Linked DNA regions of Triticum aestivum: region 2 is linked to region 1. A link is a contact called in public Hi-C data. All regions are on one chromosome and are shown on one strand. The core of a region is the stretch at or near the end of the contact, and the rest is flanking DNA. Distances in the headings are between cores, read along the strand shown. Region 1 holds the start of LOC123121938. Region 2 has its middle 130 kb from the start of LOC123121940.

Region 1 (7,755 bases), core at 2,436-4,935:
ATCCTCTCGCCGGGGCTTGGATTACCAACCACCCCGCATTATTTTTCCATTTCGTTCTGGTTTACCGTTTCTTGCTCCCGTTTTCTCCTCATTTTTTCCCGTCATTTGCGGCCTCGCCCCACTCGTCCCAAGATACTGCGAGCTCTGTTCGTCGTCAAAGATTTCGAGCTCTGCGCGCGCGGCGTGGGGTTTATGGTTTTCTTATAGCTGCTGCCGAGCTTGCTTGTTCTGGGTAGGAGCTTCGCTTCTGCTTTTTTTGAGGAATGATGGAGGTGAGGGCGTCGCAGGAGCAGCAGGGAGGGATGGCCGGGAGGGAACCGTTCGGGCTGCCCAACAGCCCGCCCACGCCGCAGTCCTCCGGCCCCGTGCCCAACATGCGCATGACCTACGGCGAGGACGGCAACGCCTACTTCCTCAAGCCGGGCTCAGCTCCGCCGCCGGCGGAGGCGTACCAGCCAGGGGGAGGCGCTGGCCTCGACATGCCGGCTGGCCCCGACGCGGCTGCTGCGGGGGGCAATGGCGGGCCGGCGTTCGAGCTCAACATGGAGGAGGAGGCCGCGCAATGAAGTACGGCGACGACGGCTCCACGTCCCTGGCATTGGTGCCCGTGCCCATGCCCGGGGAGCCGACGGCGGTGGCGCCCGGTGATTCCGGGGCTTTCTCGGCGCCGGCCGGCAAACCGGCGGCGGGCGGCGTGCTGGCGGTGCCACCGGTGGGGATGAAGAAGCGGGGTCGCCCAAAGGGCTCCACCAACAAGGTGAAGAAGCAGGACAAGGTCATGTCTGCGCTTGCTTTCATCGGTAAATCTCTCTGAACTTCTCCATTTTTCTGTTATTACGGTTTTAATTACTTTTGTGAAGCAATTAGAAGAATTATTTACCTCCTCTTTATTTAATTTAATTACCTGTTTAGAAATTCGAAATTTACTGCCTAGCCTCTGGACATACTGAGTAGCTTTGACTAGATCTGGGGTGTTGTACTGCGTGCAGACTGCAGGTGGAAATTACTGCTGTACCCTTCTTGCTTTTCAAACTGTAGCCTCTTTACTGTGTATGTAGTACAGGCAAGCTTAATTGAATACTTGCAGTGATTTTTGAAAAAATGCATAGTTAAGGATCCCTATTGCCTGACAGTTTCATCACCCAGCTGAAATTGAACTTTTGAACTGAAGCCTTACATGTCTGTTTGACTGAAGTTTAAAATGTGTCGCCCTGCTTCTTCTGAGATCTACACGAGTGTTTGATCATGTTCTTGGTGAAATTGTATCTCTGCAGGGACTGCAGGAGCTGGCTTCACTCCACATGTCATTGCTGTTCAAGCTGGAGAGGTAGTAAAGATTCCTCCTCAATCCCATATTTACATTGTTGCAGTGTCTGTCATAATATGTATTTTCGCATGTCATCCTTAGCACATACCAAAAAGGTGTGCATTTTCACATCGTAACTACAAATTATCCACAACACTTGTGAATAACTTTGAGTGCTGCATTGCAGGATGTGGCTGCAAAGATCCTGTCATTTGCGCAGCATGGAGTTCGTGCAGTTGTTGTTCTTTCAGCAAATGGCGCCATTTCAAACGTGACCCTTCGGCAATCTGCCACTTCAGGTGGGACGGTCACATACGAGGTATGCACTTCTTATTCGAGATAATGCATCTCTTTCGATGAAATGGCAATTGCCAATATACAAAAGTTCAAAAACTGAAATGGTAGTTGTGTTGGAATCACTGTGGACGGCTTGTCTACGACAGGTTTGTAACTGATGGTTCTTCTTGTTTTCTGCCACAGGGCCGATTTGAGATACTGTCGCTGTCCGGATCGTTCACCGTGCAAGAGACTGGAGGCCATCGTAGCCGAACCGGTGGGCTGAGTGTTTCACTTGCAAGTCCTGATGGCCGCGTCTTGGGTGGCGGAATTGCTGGACTCCTGATTGCCTGCACACCTATTCAGGTCTGTTCTTTCACACCAACCTCAAATCTCAGTAAATCATATATATGCAGCCATAGTTTCACTTTCATACATAGCATTCCTAATGAAACTTTCTACATTGCATATGCCAATACAGCCAAAAGTAAAATTCTTTGCATCTTTTCGTCCCAGCGTGTTAGCATTCTTCAGTTTCTTTACTGCTTCAAACTGAGAATAATAGCTTTACTTAGGTTACTTTGTCAATCTTTTCTATCTCATATACTAGCGAAAAGTAAAATTCTGTGCATAATTCGCTTTCAGGATATGAGCATTCTAGCACAACTGTCTGTCTCCTGTGTTTTGGTTTATGATGTGTATGTAAAGTCCATGCCTCTCTGACTGATATTCTGTGCACACTGCTGAAAATTGAATGCTGCTTCATGATTATATTCCTCAATAGCCAGACTGCTATTTACAGTTAGTTCCCTAGAGTTTCCACATCATTGGCATCCACCTACTAGATCAGCTCTCTATTAGCAAGAAAAATTCTTTGCATAATTTTGCTTTGAGTGCATTAGCAATCGTTTGATGCACAGCTGTACATGTGTAGCTTGTGCATCAAAATTGCTTGTCTTTCCTAGCCCAAAGTGAAATGAATTCAGTATATTAGCAGAATTATTCAGTTTCTTCACTGCTTCATGCCAAGGATGTTAGCACAATGATCTGTCTCCTGGATTTTCGTTTCATGCTGTTTTTGAAAAGGGCATGCCCCTCTGACTGAAATTCTGGGAAACTGTCCAAACCTGAATGTTGGTTCATGATTTTATTTCTCACTAGTCATAGTACACTAGAGAAATGACTAACCAGTGCTATCCTTGCACTCCCACAGGTTGTGGTGGGAACCTTCAACACCGTGGCCGAGAAGAAGAAGGCGCCGAAGCACGCCGCCGCCGCTGCTGCTGCACATGAACCGGCATCCGCGCCACCGAGGATGACGCCGAGCTTCGTGCCGGCGCCGATCGCCGTGCCGCCTCTCGCGCATGCTCCCATCAGCGTCGGGATGGCCCAGAACAGCCCGCCGTCCAGGGGCACGCTGAGCGAGTCCTCCGGGAGCCCGATGAACCAGGGCGTCCCGGCGGCGGCCACTCCCAGCAACAGCGGCCTGTCCAGCATGCCCTGGAAGTGAGCTCAGTGTCAGTCTGCATGCCGTCGTCGTCAGTGACCAGCTTGACGTAGAACTCTGAAGCAGAAGAAGAAAAAAAAACCTGAACTAGATGTTACCGTTGCCTTAGCGTAATCTCGTGGTCGAGACTGTTTGTTTAGGCGTTGAACTGCTTAATGTGTCGTCGTGGATTGTTGTTAGCCCGGATGTCGTGGATTAATGTGTCGGATTATCGTCGTGTCGTCGTCGTCGAGTTTAACCGGTGGTTATCATAAATTTATGAACCTTTGACATTTGGTTGTTCTCTGCTGTGTGTATGTCTGTGATGCTGATGGTTTTTCCTTTTGGTTTTTGTTTTTGCAAGTTTTCCTGTGGTATTGCTAATCTTTCTGCTGCCGTGATGCTGATGGTTTTTCTGTTTGGACTTTTTTATTTTTTGCAATTTTTCCTGTGCTGCTCCTAGTCTTTCTCTAGTGGGTTTTGCCATCGAGTGCGTCTTCAGATCAGGTTTACGGTCTTTAGAGAATACGTCTTCAGGCGAAGGCGACGGTTGAGAGATCACAGGAGGCGTCCGGATGCTGGGTCGGCTCGCTGTTGCTGGGTCCCACATCTTCTCTTCCACACAGCAGCAGCGCTACAGCCCAAACGAGAAGACGGCCAAGAGAAGACACCATCGGCGCACGAGACTTGCGGCGCCCACCAACCTCGCCACGCCGGAACCCTAGCCAGCCAGCCGGCGAGCCGTCCATGCGTATCGCCGGAGGGAGGCACCAGTAGAGGGCGGCAAGAGAAGGAGGAGGAGGAGGAGCGCGGAAGCGGAACCCGCGCGGTGTAGGTTAGGACTTAGGAGGGGGCGAGATGTCTGTGCGGATCAAGGCGGTGGTGGACAGGTTCGTGAAGGAGCTGCAGGAGGCGCTGGACGCGGACATCCAGGACCGCATCATGAAGGAGCGGGAGATGCAGAGCTACATCCAGGAGCGCGAGCGCGAGGTCGCCGAGAGGGAGGCCGCCTGGAAGGCCGAGCTCTCCCGCCGCGAGGTAGTAATCCCAGCCCCCAGTGCTCTCTGTCTCCTTTCCCACCAGTCCGATTCATCTCCGTGCGTATGCCCTGGTGTTGAGTCAGTTGGTGGTGGTGTCCATCGCATCGTGCCTTCAGAGTAAGTTCAGAGATCGGTTGCTGAATGCTGGCGCATTTCAGATTTATCAGTGGTCTCGTGTAGACGTGTAGTTGCTGAAGGAATTTTGAAGTTTGAGTGACGTAGTTAAATTTGATTGAAGGTGTTTGTTATGTTAGGTGTTGATTAATCAGTAATTGCTACGCTTTGGGAGCAAATTACCCATCTACAGTTAATATGAGCATCTTTGAGGTCTCTGAGGTTCAGGTGTACTGGTTACGCTACGGTAATCAGTGACTGGATGTAAACTAGCCAGCTTCTTGCACAGGCATGAAAATTGGTGGTGATATACATTAGTGATGTGAGTGGGACTGCTGCTGCTCGTATGATAGTTCTCGGTTCTAAGTAATGGAAGGGGCGAGGTCAGAGGTTCAGGCGCACTGGTTACGGTGGGCAGTGACTCGATATAAACTAGCCAGCTTCTTGCAAAGGCATGAAAATTGGTGTTATGATTACCGTAATATACAGTAGTGATGTGAGTGGGACTACTCTTGCTCGACTCATAGTTTTCAGTTCCAAGAAATGTAAAGGGGGGGTTTATCTTGTTCGAAAAAATGTCATGTTCTTCTATTGCTAAGATGATAGGTCCTTAGTGATATGGTGTGAATGTAAAATTGTGAGCCTATGCATGGGATTACCTTAATATAGGAGTAAAACCGTGGTTTAATTTATTATTAGTATTATCACAACTATGTTGTTGTGAGAGAGCAGTAGATTTCTTGAAGCCTGTGGCTCAGTCCATATTTGGGATTCCTTCTGACCGAAGTGCTTTTATCTTCTTTCCTGCATGACTAGCACCAGTGAAAGATACATGCCTCTCTTGTTAATTGACTGCTGAAGTTTTTTTAATTTGCGGATTGAATGCACCCTTTGACTTGTTTTCCTACATGTTTTTTGCTGTTGTTGCTAATGTTGTTATGTGTCGACACGTTGTGCTCATGTCTATGGATTCTGATCTGGCCAGCAACTCATAGAAATACAGAATAGTATTTGGATTGCAAGCATATTTGTGCTGTGATATCAGAAAGATGTGGTGGTGTCTTGTCATATTCTGCAGTTCTGCACACTATTCAGTTAATTGGGTAAAATTATACGGCTTGTGTGGTCGGTACACATGGTTTCAGAGTGTCCTGTGCATCTTTATAAAACAAAATTTGTGGATGTCCAACATTTGAACCTGCAACAAACTGCACAAAATTCATTAACAATTACAGTATCTTTCTTTTTTTGACGCTGCTTACAGTATCTTCTGACTGTAACAAGGTGTCTAATAGAGAAAAATGTTGTGCTTTAGAATTATGCTCTCTGGTTCATTGTGAATGATTTTTGGTTTGATATTTTTTTTCGAAACGGAGGCAAAAGATTTGCCTCATCAATTAAATAAGAGGAGAATAGAGTTTTACAAGTGACTCAAAATATACGGCATGACAATTACTCGCGACAAACAATAAGCCCTAGTTTCTTAGCACCCGCCGTCACCGATAGATTTGCCTCGTCGATGACGCTTTTGAGGAGGATTGGCGGAGGCGCACTTGTGTCGGAACACCCGTGCGTTTCTCTCATTCCATATTGACCAAGAGACGAGCATGGTGAGGGACGCCATAGCCCTCCTATAGGGATTTTAGGTTTGATATTAGCGTAGTGAGCCCTCTTGCGACAACTATATTTTATCTTATTATGAGCAGGTTAAGTTAGGTGCACATTTGTTCTCTCAAAACCTAAGACATTTATTTGAACTGTGTTAGAAGCAGACTTAAACAGGACCTTCTTATAATCTTTGAAAAGATTTATTGACAGATAAAACTGAACTGTGCCTAATCAATAACCCTAAAACATATCCATTCCTTCTGAAATGAAATGATTACACTGTCAGTGTTTAGTTATCATGGCTTGATCCAGACTCATCTTTGACAGGCTGAGATTGCGCGGCAAGAGGCGAGGCTGAAGATGGAAAAAGAGAACCTGGAGAAGGAAAAAAGCGTCCTCATGGGAACCGCCTCCAACCAAGACAACCAGGACGGAGCCCTCGAGATCACCGTCAGCGGCGAGAAGTACAGATGCCTTCGTTTCTCCAAGGCGAAGAAGTGACGGACGAACGAGGCGCCGAGTAGGCCGCCGTGTACTGAACTAGGCATAGATCTGTGTACCACCAAATCACCAGCGTTGGGCCTGATTCCGATTCAAATTGAATTCTTTCTGTACAGGGAATTCTGAAACAGGGGCAATAAAGTGCATAGCAGCTCATGCCGAGCTAAGGATCTTGATTATCTGCATTTTAGGTGGTGTGCAAGTGCAACTGCTGCAAATGGGACTCAGCCGATGGAGGCTCACCTGTCAGTTGTCATTGTCTTGTCCGGTACACCATACCAGGCCCAGCTATGCAGCTATGCTAGCAAGTCGTTAACCACTAGACCAGCTCAGTGCTGGCGGTACGAATGTTGAAGTATTAATTCTCCAATGTCTCCCCTTGCTTTCTTCTAGGCCATCCCTCAAAAAATAAAAATAAACTTTCTTCTAGGCCAGCATTAGCATATCAGGCTATGTCGGTGTTCCAGCTAATTGGGCGCTAAGAAAGGAAATGAATGTATCTACTCCTTCAAACAACAGGAAAGCAGACACGCATCCTACCCGCATCAATGCCTCTGCCCTCTCGGCCATGACAGCCTCTCGATATTCCTGCCAACCTCTATAGTATCTCATCTTAATTAATTAACTAAGCTCCCCGTTCTTAACAGCTACGAAAACTGGCAAATCTTCTCGACTACTCCTGGAAATTTCCTTGTAAACAAAGCGTGGTGCAGCACATTGCTCGGTTTAGTCCACCGAATGTGACCAACAGCCTGTGTACCAGAGCACTTTATTATGCCACTTTATTTATACAAACGTACACACGTCTTGAGATAGTACCAAAAATTCCAGCTTTGGGAACAGCCATTTGTTTAGCCTTGGAGTGCCATTAACGGCTGGCCCCTTTGGCAGCTGGGGAAGCGAGCGGAGAAACGGTCGTCGTCCTCCGGGCCACGTACGGGCCCCGCGGCCCAGCTCGGGCGAAAGCGCCATGGAAACGCTCTCGAACGACACACCCCCGCAGGGAACGCGCGTCCGTCCCCCGTCGCCGTTGCCGCCACGTCTATAAAACCACCCGCGACCGCGAGTCCAACGCCACCACCACACATCATCCATCATCCGTCGCTCCTGCGCGCCTACGTGCGAGCCGCGGAGAGGAAGGGTTCGTGTCCTGTCGGCCGGTTGACATGGGCGCCACGTCGTACGAGAGGCTGTCCGGCCACGCCGCCGGGAGCGGGCGCCGCGGCGGAGGGCTAGGGGCGTGGGCGGCGCTGAGGCGCGGGCTGGCGCGGCTGTGCGCCGCGCGGCGCGGGCGGTGGGCGCCGGCGAGGGGCATGCTGGTGCGGGCGCGGGGGAGGAGCTGGCGCGGCCGCAGGAGGGTGGCGGCCGGGTGCGGGTACGACTCCGAGGGCTACGCGCGCAACTTCGACGACGGTCTTTGGAAG
Region 2 (7,755 bases), core at 2,006-4,505, 320 kb before region 1:
AATTTTTTTAGACCACATCAATATGTACTTCACAATGAAAATCTACAGAGATAATGCTCACATCCCTATGTACATGTGGGTATTTTTCAGGATTTTTTGAACTTAAAAGGTTGATTTTTTTCAAGCTCCATGGAGCTCGGGGTCCAGAGCTCCACTCTCAAGTATAAGACTCTTGAAAACACAATATCTTTTCCAAACTTGGCTGCTTGTTTTGTACGAATTGGAAGAAAACATAAAATTGTAATAAATATAATCAAATCAAAATCAATGTTTGCCTCATGACAAAATAAAACTAAGACTCCATTATTCTACTTAAAATTGGTTTTTTGTTGCATACTTCATGCATGGTTGGTAGTTCTAAGATGAGGAGGTACACATCTCGCTATTTCAGAACCGAGCAGTGACCGGTGGTTAGAGCACATGCGTGTGATCAAAGTTTTTTTTTCTATAACACGTAGTTTTTCCACTAGCATCGTTTGTTTTATCTTTTTATGTACATGCTTTTTATTAAGGAGATAAGCAATTTCAAACAAAATCCTTAACTAGTACTATATTTTTGAGTCAATATCTCTGGGAGTCATAAAACTTGCGCTATATTTAGTTTGGTTCTAAAACTTTAAAAATGCAGAATTGTAGTCACTTAACTTGACTCAAACGTAGAGATGCAGCCGCAAACGTGTATGCGGGCGTATCCGTGTATATGGCCCCATTTGTCAAGGACCGATGGCGCTCGACTGAAGCATTTTTGGACAAACACACGCTAGTATTTTTTTATTTGTGGAAAAAGCAGACCATTGGGAGTCGTGACACATTTCTGCACAAAACCCCCTCGCATTTTTATTTGCAGAAAACCGACCACTATACCGCTCATAGATGCGAAAATTAACACAAAAAGGTAAGTGTGTGTGTGGGGGGGGGGGGGGGGGGCAAGTCCGGTGACCCACGGTTAGGACACTAGCTGGTCTAGCCACCCCATCCTTCACATTCAAATGTTTAATGTGGATAACAAACTTATATGTTTTTTTCTTAAGTGGCAACAAAATTATATGTATTGACATGAGCGCATGCGGAGCTTAAATGGCCTGCAGATACTGCTGCCATTTTGCACGCACTTTTTTAAGATATCTGTAGGACATAAGAAATAAAATTATGTTCAGATATTTGCGTGTTGAAAGTCGTATACAACATACATCGATTAATAATTAAAAACTTTTAAATATAAACCTGTGTATTATATAAAAATGTTTAGTAAAATGTAAGTAATAAAAACCTTTAAAATATTTGTAAAACATAAGTAAAAATCATGTTCAAATATTTGTGTTTTAAAATTATTATACATAGAATGATGATTCCTAAATAAAATAAATAAATACAAACCTGCGTATTATATATAAAATATTTTTCAATATGAACATATAAATGTTTATTAAATAAATATGTTCACTGAATAGAAAAACAATTATACACTCGTGACTTATATTTAAATTATGCAAAATGGTGAATATGAACATTTACTAAATATTTACGAATATTCACTTTGTATAATTTTTACTCATGACTTATATTAAAAAAATATAAGATTTAAATATTAGACACAATTGAATATACATATCAATAGTTTAATTTTAAATTATGAATATTTTAAGTATACAAACATTGAACTATACAAATGTGCGTATAATTATTGAAATGTTTGTATAATTAAAATAATATTTTTGAATTGTAATTTTAAATGTATTTGTATTAGTATAAACTATGCAAACATTTTTATAATAATACATGAACAATTTTAAAGTAATATATGAATATTTTCAAAATAATACATGAACAATTTTAAAGTAAAGTATTTTTTGTATGTACAATATTTGTAACATATTAGACATCCAAACGTGAAGGCTGCAGTGGCTAGACTGGCTCGTGTTCTAAAGTGACAGGTTTGAGACCTGGCGGCCCCCCTTTTGTGTTAATTTTTCGCATCTATGAGCAGTATAGTGGTGGGCTTTTTGCAAATAAAAATTGTGAGGGGTTTTATGCAAGAATGTGTAGCAGTGATCGGCTTTTCCCGCGAATAAAAAAGCAAGGGTGTTTTGTGTAAAAATGCGTTGGCCGAGCGCCATCACTCACTGACGGGTGGGGGGGGGGGGGGGCTCCTCCCTCTAGGCTTCCTTTTTCTTTTCTTTTCTTTTCCGTTGGTCATCATTCTGTTGTTATTTCTCCATATTCTGATTTGACAGTATGTCCCTATGCTCAATTGGAGGCAGACTGAATGATTTCTTTTCCAAAAAGCAGTGTTGATAGTCCTGTCTTGCATTAGTTTTTAATAGTCTATATTAGTTGAGACTTTTTGCCCCCAACGTATTGGTTACCTCTGAAACTGACACGCCACTTGGCCCCATCCCTACATCATTATCGCGATCAATACAAACAATGATTTCATGCCACTAGAATTGAATATTGAGTACACCACCCTTTTTTTCCTGCCTAGCAGGACCAATCTCCTTTTAATGTGTCCGAGTCAAGTATACCACTGCAGCACTGCTACTATTTGCCGTTTTTCGTCAGCAGGCCCAGATTTTCAAATAAAGGTCTGCCCGCCTAACAGGAGAAAATGCTCTAGTACCTAATTTTGCATGTGATGCATACCCCCTAGACATACCTTTTTCTTTTCTTGACAACAATTTAAAAAAGTGCAAAAAATAGGAATAGTCAATATAAATGGTCGGTTTTTCTCCACCTTTTTCCCAGCTTGCCCACCAATAATTGGTTTGAACACTACAGTAGGAGTGGAGGATTTGTGGCCAGAAAGACTCCATGCGACCCATCTGTTTCTCACTGTCTTCTCTCACTTGGGCTGTTACTAGTAAAATAACACAAAGATTCCATCAGCTGCGAGTAAAGAAGAGATTATTTTTCCTGGGGAACTGTGGCTTTTGTTTTGTTCTTATCCCTCCCTCACGCTCACGCTTGCGTCGACCGAGGAGAAGGGAAGGGAAATGGAAATTGCTTTGATAAAGATTTGTTTGTCTCTCGAGGATAAGCTCGCCCGCACTAATAAACAAGGCACGCCGGGACAGGACGCGCGAAAATAGACGTCCGGCCGCGCGTCGAAAGATGCCGTGAGAAATTTGGAGCCGTCGACTAGTTGGAAAATTTTCTTTCTTTAAAAGGAGAAAACGAAATGGAGGCAAGGCGCAATACGTGCAGGCACCTGTTCCAATTTGGCTTGTTGGGAGTAGGTATTTGGCCCTCGCTTTGCTTGGGTAGCTTCCTGTTTGTTAAGGGGGAAAAAGGTTGTCCCAAGTGCACGCCAACATCACTGTGTGTGCTTGCCGCACGCTTTCGGCCAGTGAAGACGCGTTTCACGGCACGGTGAATAATTTTATTCTCCCGATGAACGAAAAAAATCCGTCCCATACTTTCTCTTTTTTTTTTCTGACGATAACGATGACGAAACCTCGTCGGAATACAGAGAGCTTATACGTTGCGTAAAGAAGAAAGTTGGTCACCACCACTCGAAAAAGAAGAAGAAGCAAGTTGGTCGACGGACAAACAGGATACCGAAACAACAGAGACGCACATTGTGGTATTTTCTCTTTGATGAAGCCATGAGCGAACTGCAGTAGCGCACAGATGTCGAATGGCGGTGGTGCCATCTGGGCGAGGAGATCGATCCATGATCTTGCGCTGCGCTGGAGCGGTACGGTACGTAGAAGCCGCAGCCACACACGTAGACATGCGTACCGTACGTAGCCACCCGAGCCGCAGTATATTCCCCTTCCCTTTCACGGAAAAAGCCGGGTATATTCCGGCCGGCTGGCTCCAGAGACAGCTGCCGCTGCCGCTGCCTCTGCCTCTGCCCTGTGCCACCAGCGAGATGCAGTCAATGATTTCACCTAGCCTTTGCCTTCAATCTGGCCCGTGTTAAATCGGTCGATCCCTCTACGACTCTATCCCCCTACCTCTTCTCGGCAGGTCGCAGTTAATACTGCTGTCAGTGGCCTGTGGCGCCACTGCCTAACTGCTCTTTGATCGGACTGCCATTAACTCCCCAACGGATCTCTTGACAGAATACCCTATCATTTTGAAAAATATTGTACTCCTGCACTGCACCATCTGCAGATTCTTTACTACTAATTCATTCAGTTTCTCCTTGGGAAGGAAATTATTACTGCGGGCTTTTGCAGTCGCGAGCAAAGTTACGATCTCTTTCGATGACGTATGCAGGGGATTGATGCTTTTGGTGATGATAAATCTGAGACCAATCTAATCCATGATAGTAAATATCAAATGTGTCTTTTCTTGAGCGTCGTCAGCAAATTTATGTCTGGCAAAAACAATGCCACAGCTGAGCACGTCAGCGTGTGGCAGCAGTATGAGTGTGCGACAATCCAAACCGGCCTGACTATGTCCCGATTTCACATCACGCCCCGGAATTAAATATGGTTTCAGTTAGTTCAGATGGGGCAATGGGATAGTAAATTACACGGGGTTTATTCCCAGATATTCCTCTTAGACTACTACTCCTATTTTTTTTTTTATGATTTAGAAGTTGGACTTACTCTTACCGGGTTGTTTTTACTGAGTCTAGACGGCAAAAATAACCACCATCCTAAACTACAAACCAAACCATACTAACTAGCGTTAGGAAAGGTAATAGAAAAATGTTAATCAAGTTCAAGTTCGTAACTAAAGTCAGAGAGAGCGGTAAACCCGATGCAAACGACACGTGCTGGACAAGCTAGATAAAGGTGTGGCGGTATAAATAAAGCGCGGAACTTTATTCGAGTTGCAGGCTAATTCTTGGCATGCACTCAATCTCCCGTGCTCCTACTGCTCGCTTATTAGGCCCCATTTTTATCTGGTTGATGACACTATCAAATATCTTTTCTTTTTCTTGCAAGCGACTGCAATTATTTCAAAGCACTACGAGCTGCTGAATGATAAAAGAAACTCGTACTGCATGGAAAATTACTTCGCCGTGAAGGATCAAACACTGCACGGGACAATAAAGGTTTTCAATTTTTGGGGAGAGAAATGGGCCCCTCGTGTTCTATTGTCGATGCTTGTGTTTGGTCCTTTTAGGGGGGGTATAAAAGTAGAGTTGTTGGCATGGAGTGTACTGTTTCTATTTGGTTTCTGCTCCTAAATTGACTTGGGTCAGGGAGGTTCTGGTGCTAGCTTTTCAACTCTTTTTCTTCTTCTTTGAACTGAACAAATAGGAACCAGAATTTCCATATGTCCTCTTGATGGATTTAGAGCATCTTCAACAGATTGACGAAGTCCCCACAAATGGTTTTCTAGTTGACAAGAACGTCTCCTCTCACTACATGTAAATAGCCGGAAGGACTGAAATAAATTTAGCAAAATACGAGCATCAATGTCATGTCTAGTACTTGAATCCTGGTGGTGATGGTGGTGGTGGAGGGAGGAGGGGGGAGGGGGGGTACCACTGTCCTCCTAACCATCCAACCACGGGTTGGTTCGTCAAGAGATGAATTATAATAGGACAATTGTTCATAAAAACCATTTTAAGGGTATCTGGACAAAAAAAAGTGCTTCGACAGATGTCTTATCTGTATCTTGTGATGTAATTTTTTTTGTCTCAGCCTCAAATTTTGCCCCCATGTACCGCGGTACTTGCTTGGGGACGAGCAAGGCATAAGCTTGTGGGAGTTGATGAGTCCAAAATGTATGATGATTTTGATGGTTATTGTGTGCCTACACCGTAGGCTCTGTGAAATTTTATCGCGTTCGTGCACTGCTTTTTGTCGGTTTTTCTAGGAAACGTCTTTTGGAGCAAATAAAATACTATGGAAGGAATTTCAGGAAATTACGATGGAATCACGTCATTTATTGTGATTATCATCTATCATAAAAGAAATAAAGCAAAGGGAGAAATTTGGAGGCCATATCGCGCCTCCGGAGGGTAAGATTGCCACCCATACGAGCACGCCCGCTCGTATGAGCGGCCGTATGGCATGGCGGCGGCCTCCCCAGGTCGACTACTCTCCCCCGTGCATTCGGATCGTGGAGTAGACGTCCACAGCCACCAGAAACACATCTAGAAGGAGAATCCTAGCCTCCGGAATCCATTCAGAGGAGGAATTGGCAAGGAGGAGATCACCATCTTCACCACCACGTGCAAGGAGACGCCTGCATCATCACCACTATCATCATCATCATCCACATCCTTATTCATCTTGTTTGTAACATCGGAACCCTAGTGGATCATCTTGTGTGTTACTCGTTTGATTCATCCATGTTTATCATCACCGCTTTCATGATGCGTGTTGTCTCTATATATGAGTAAACCCCCTAGTTTTCGGGGATATGGATGAACATTGATATGTATAGGAACTGGAACGTTAATAAGGCTACGAGATTCTGTGTTGAATGCTTTAGCTTAATAAACTTCGTGAATGTTGTGAAAGGGCCCCACTCAGCATTTTCGTCGAAAGACCACGAAGCGTATCACTGTTTTGTAAGAGTTAGAGAGTGGAGGTAATTAGAGGTGAATGTAAAAGTCTTAATCCCTAGGTTTTACAATTGTTAAGGGAATCATAAAGAACCCTTAGTGAGTCCGCGTCCATGGAGAAACCCTCGATTACCGTAGTTATAACCTGCAGGGGGAACTACAGTGGTGCCCTGCGTGGCACGGAGTCTATCTAGAGTAGAACGTGTTCTGTACCCTGCTCTGCAGAGTAAACTTCAAGAGTGGCTCAAGTATCCAAATAATACTATGTTGTTGCATAGGTTGCGTAGAAACATACAAGTGGGAATTACAGACTCCCTGAGAACGTCTTACTCCTCTGTCTGTTTGCTTGTTACTTTTTTACTATTTTTATTTCTATTTATGTTATTTACTTTAAGTTTGCATTTCACCAAAACCAATATCCATCCTCCGCCCTCACTTTGCTTTGAGTCTACAATCACTTGCAGGTACAATTCCGTAAGTCACTATCAGAGGCAAAAACCCTAATTCTTGTGCTCCCTGTGAGATCGATACTATTACTTAAAAAAAGTTACAACTAAACCATGTGCACTTGCAGGTAATCAGTGGTGGTTGGGGGTTGCGGCGCTGAAGCGGCCTAACGGTGGAAGGAGGGGTTTTAGAGAGGGGGCGAGGGGAATTTATAAGGCGTGCTCGTAGGGCTCAGGTGTGCACGAGATGACCGGTGTGGAGATCGTGGCTGGGTTGCACGTCAGGTCGTGGGCGCGTGCGTGACATGGGCGTCGAGAGGTTGTTGACGAGGCAGCTGATAGGTGGGTCCCGCATGTCGGTGAGAGAGAAGAGAGAGAGCGCGCGTGGTTAGGTGGGGTGCGGCGCTAGTTGCGCTGGTTAGGCTAGGTTAGGTTTCCCCTTTTTGTTTTCTTTTTATTATTTGTTTCCTTTTCAGTCTTCTTCTATAAATTCAATCCAGTTTTGAATCTAGAATTTATTCCAAAAGCAAACTTGCTCTAAAATCTATATGGAATGTTTCTGAATTGGTGAACATTTATCTCAGCCTTTTGTCCAACCATTTTCTTCTCTTTATTCCGAGGCTTTATTTTAGTTTTTTTTTGAATTTTTTCCTAAGGATGTTTTCTGCTGAATTTTCCTGGTTTAGTTTTCTCTGACCCATCTTGTAATTTGTTTTTCAATATTTAATTTGTGAATTCCTTCTGGGGATTTACTTTCCTATTTAACCCCTTAAGGGTTTCTTGGTTTTCTACTTTATATGACTAAGGTTTCAACTAAGTGGTCAACCAAGGACA

What was found. Hi-C and Micro-C count contacts between places; a contact is called where the count stands out from the background.
Region 2: a Hi-C map of leaf shows a contact between it and region 1, with 5 times the contacts expected there. The contact joins the enhancer-like site here to the promoter of LOC123121938 in region 1. A contact is called at or near these places in 3 of 5 Hi-C or Micro-C datasets (all in leaf) and 1 of 1 datasets of contacts at active chromatin or transcription factors (leaf).

The regions. Positions count from the first base shown.
Region 1 is chr5D:380,371,380-380,379,134 of IWGSC CS RefSeq v2.1, reverse strand. LOC123121938 reads left to right here and starts at 3,685. Exons shown (of 2, transcript XM_044542038.1): 1 at 3,685-4,106; 2 at 6,158-6,493. The coding sequence starts at 3,927. The coding sequence ends at 6,331. It overlaps LOC123125011, which reads left to right and starts at 7,278. Exons shown (of 1, transcript XM_044545556.1): 1 at 7,278-7,755. The coding sequence starts at 7,498. It also overlaps the pseudogene LOC123121939.
Region 2 is chr5D:380,692,386-380,700,140 of IWGSC CS RefSeq v2.1, reverse strand. No RefSeq gene overlaps it. Among protein-coding and RNA genes, the nearest start is that of LOC123121940, 130 kb to the left of the region's middle. Within about 2 kb of position 3,255, at least 2 of the 8 cell types and tissues checked have an H3K27ac peak or open chromatin away from gene starts, as enhancers often do. A contact at or near this core is called in leaf, where this site is marked.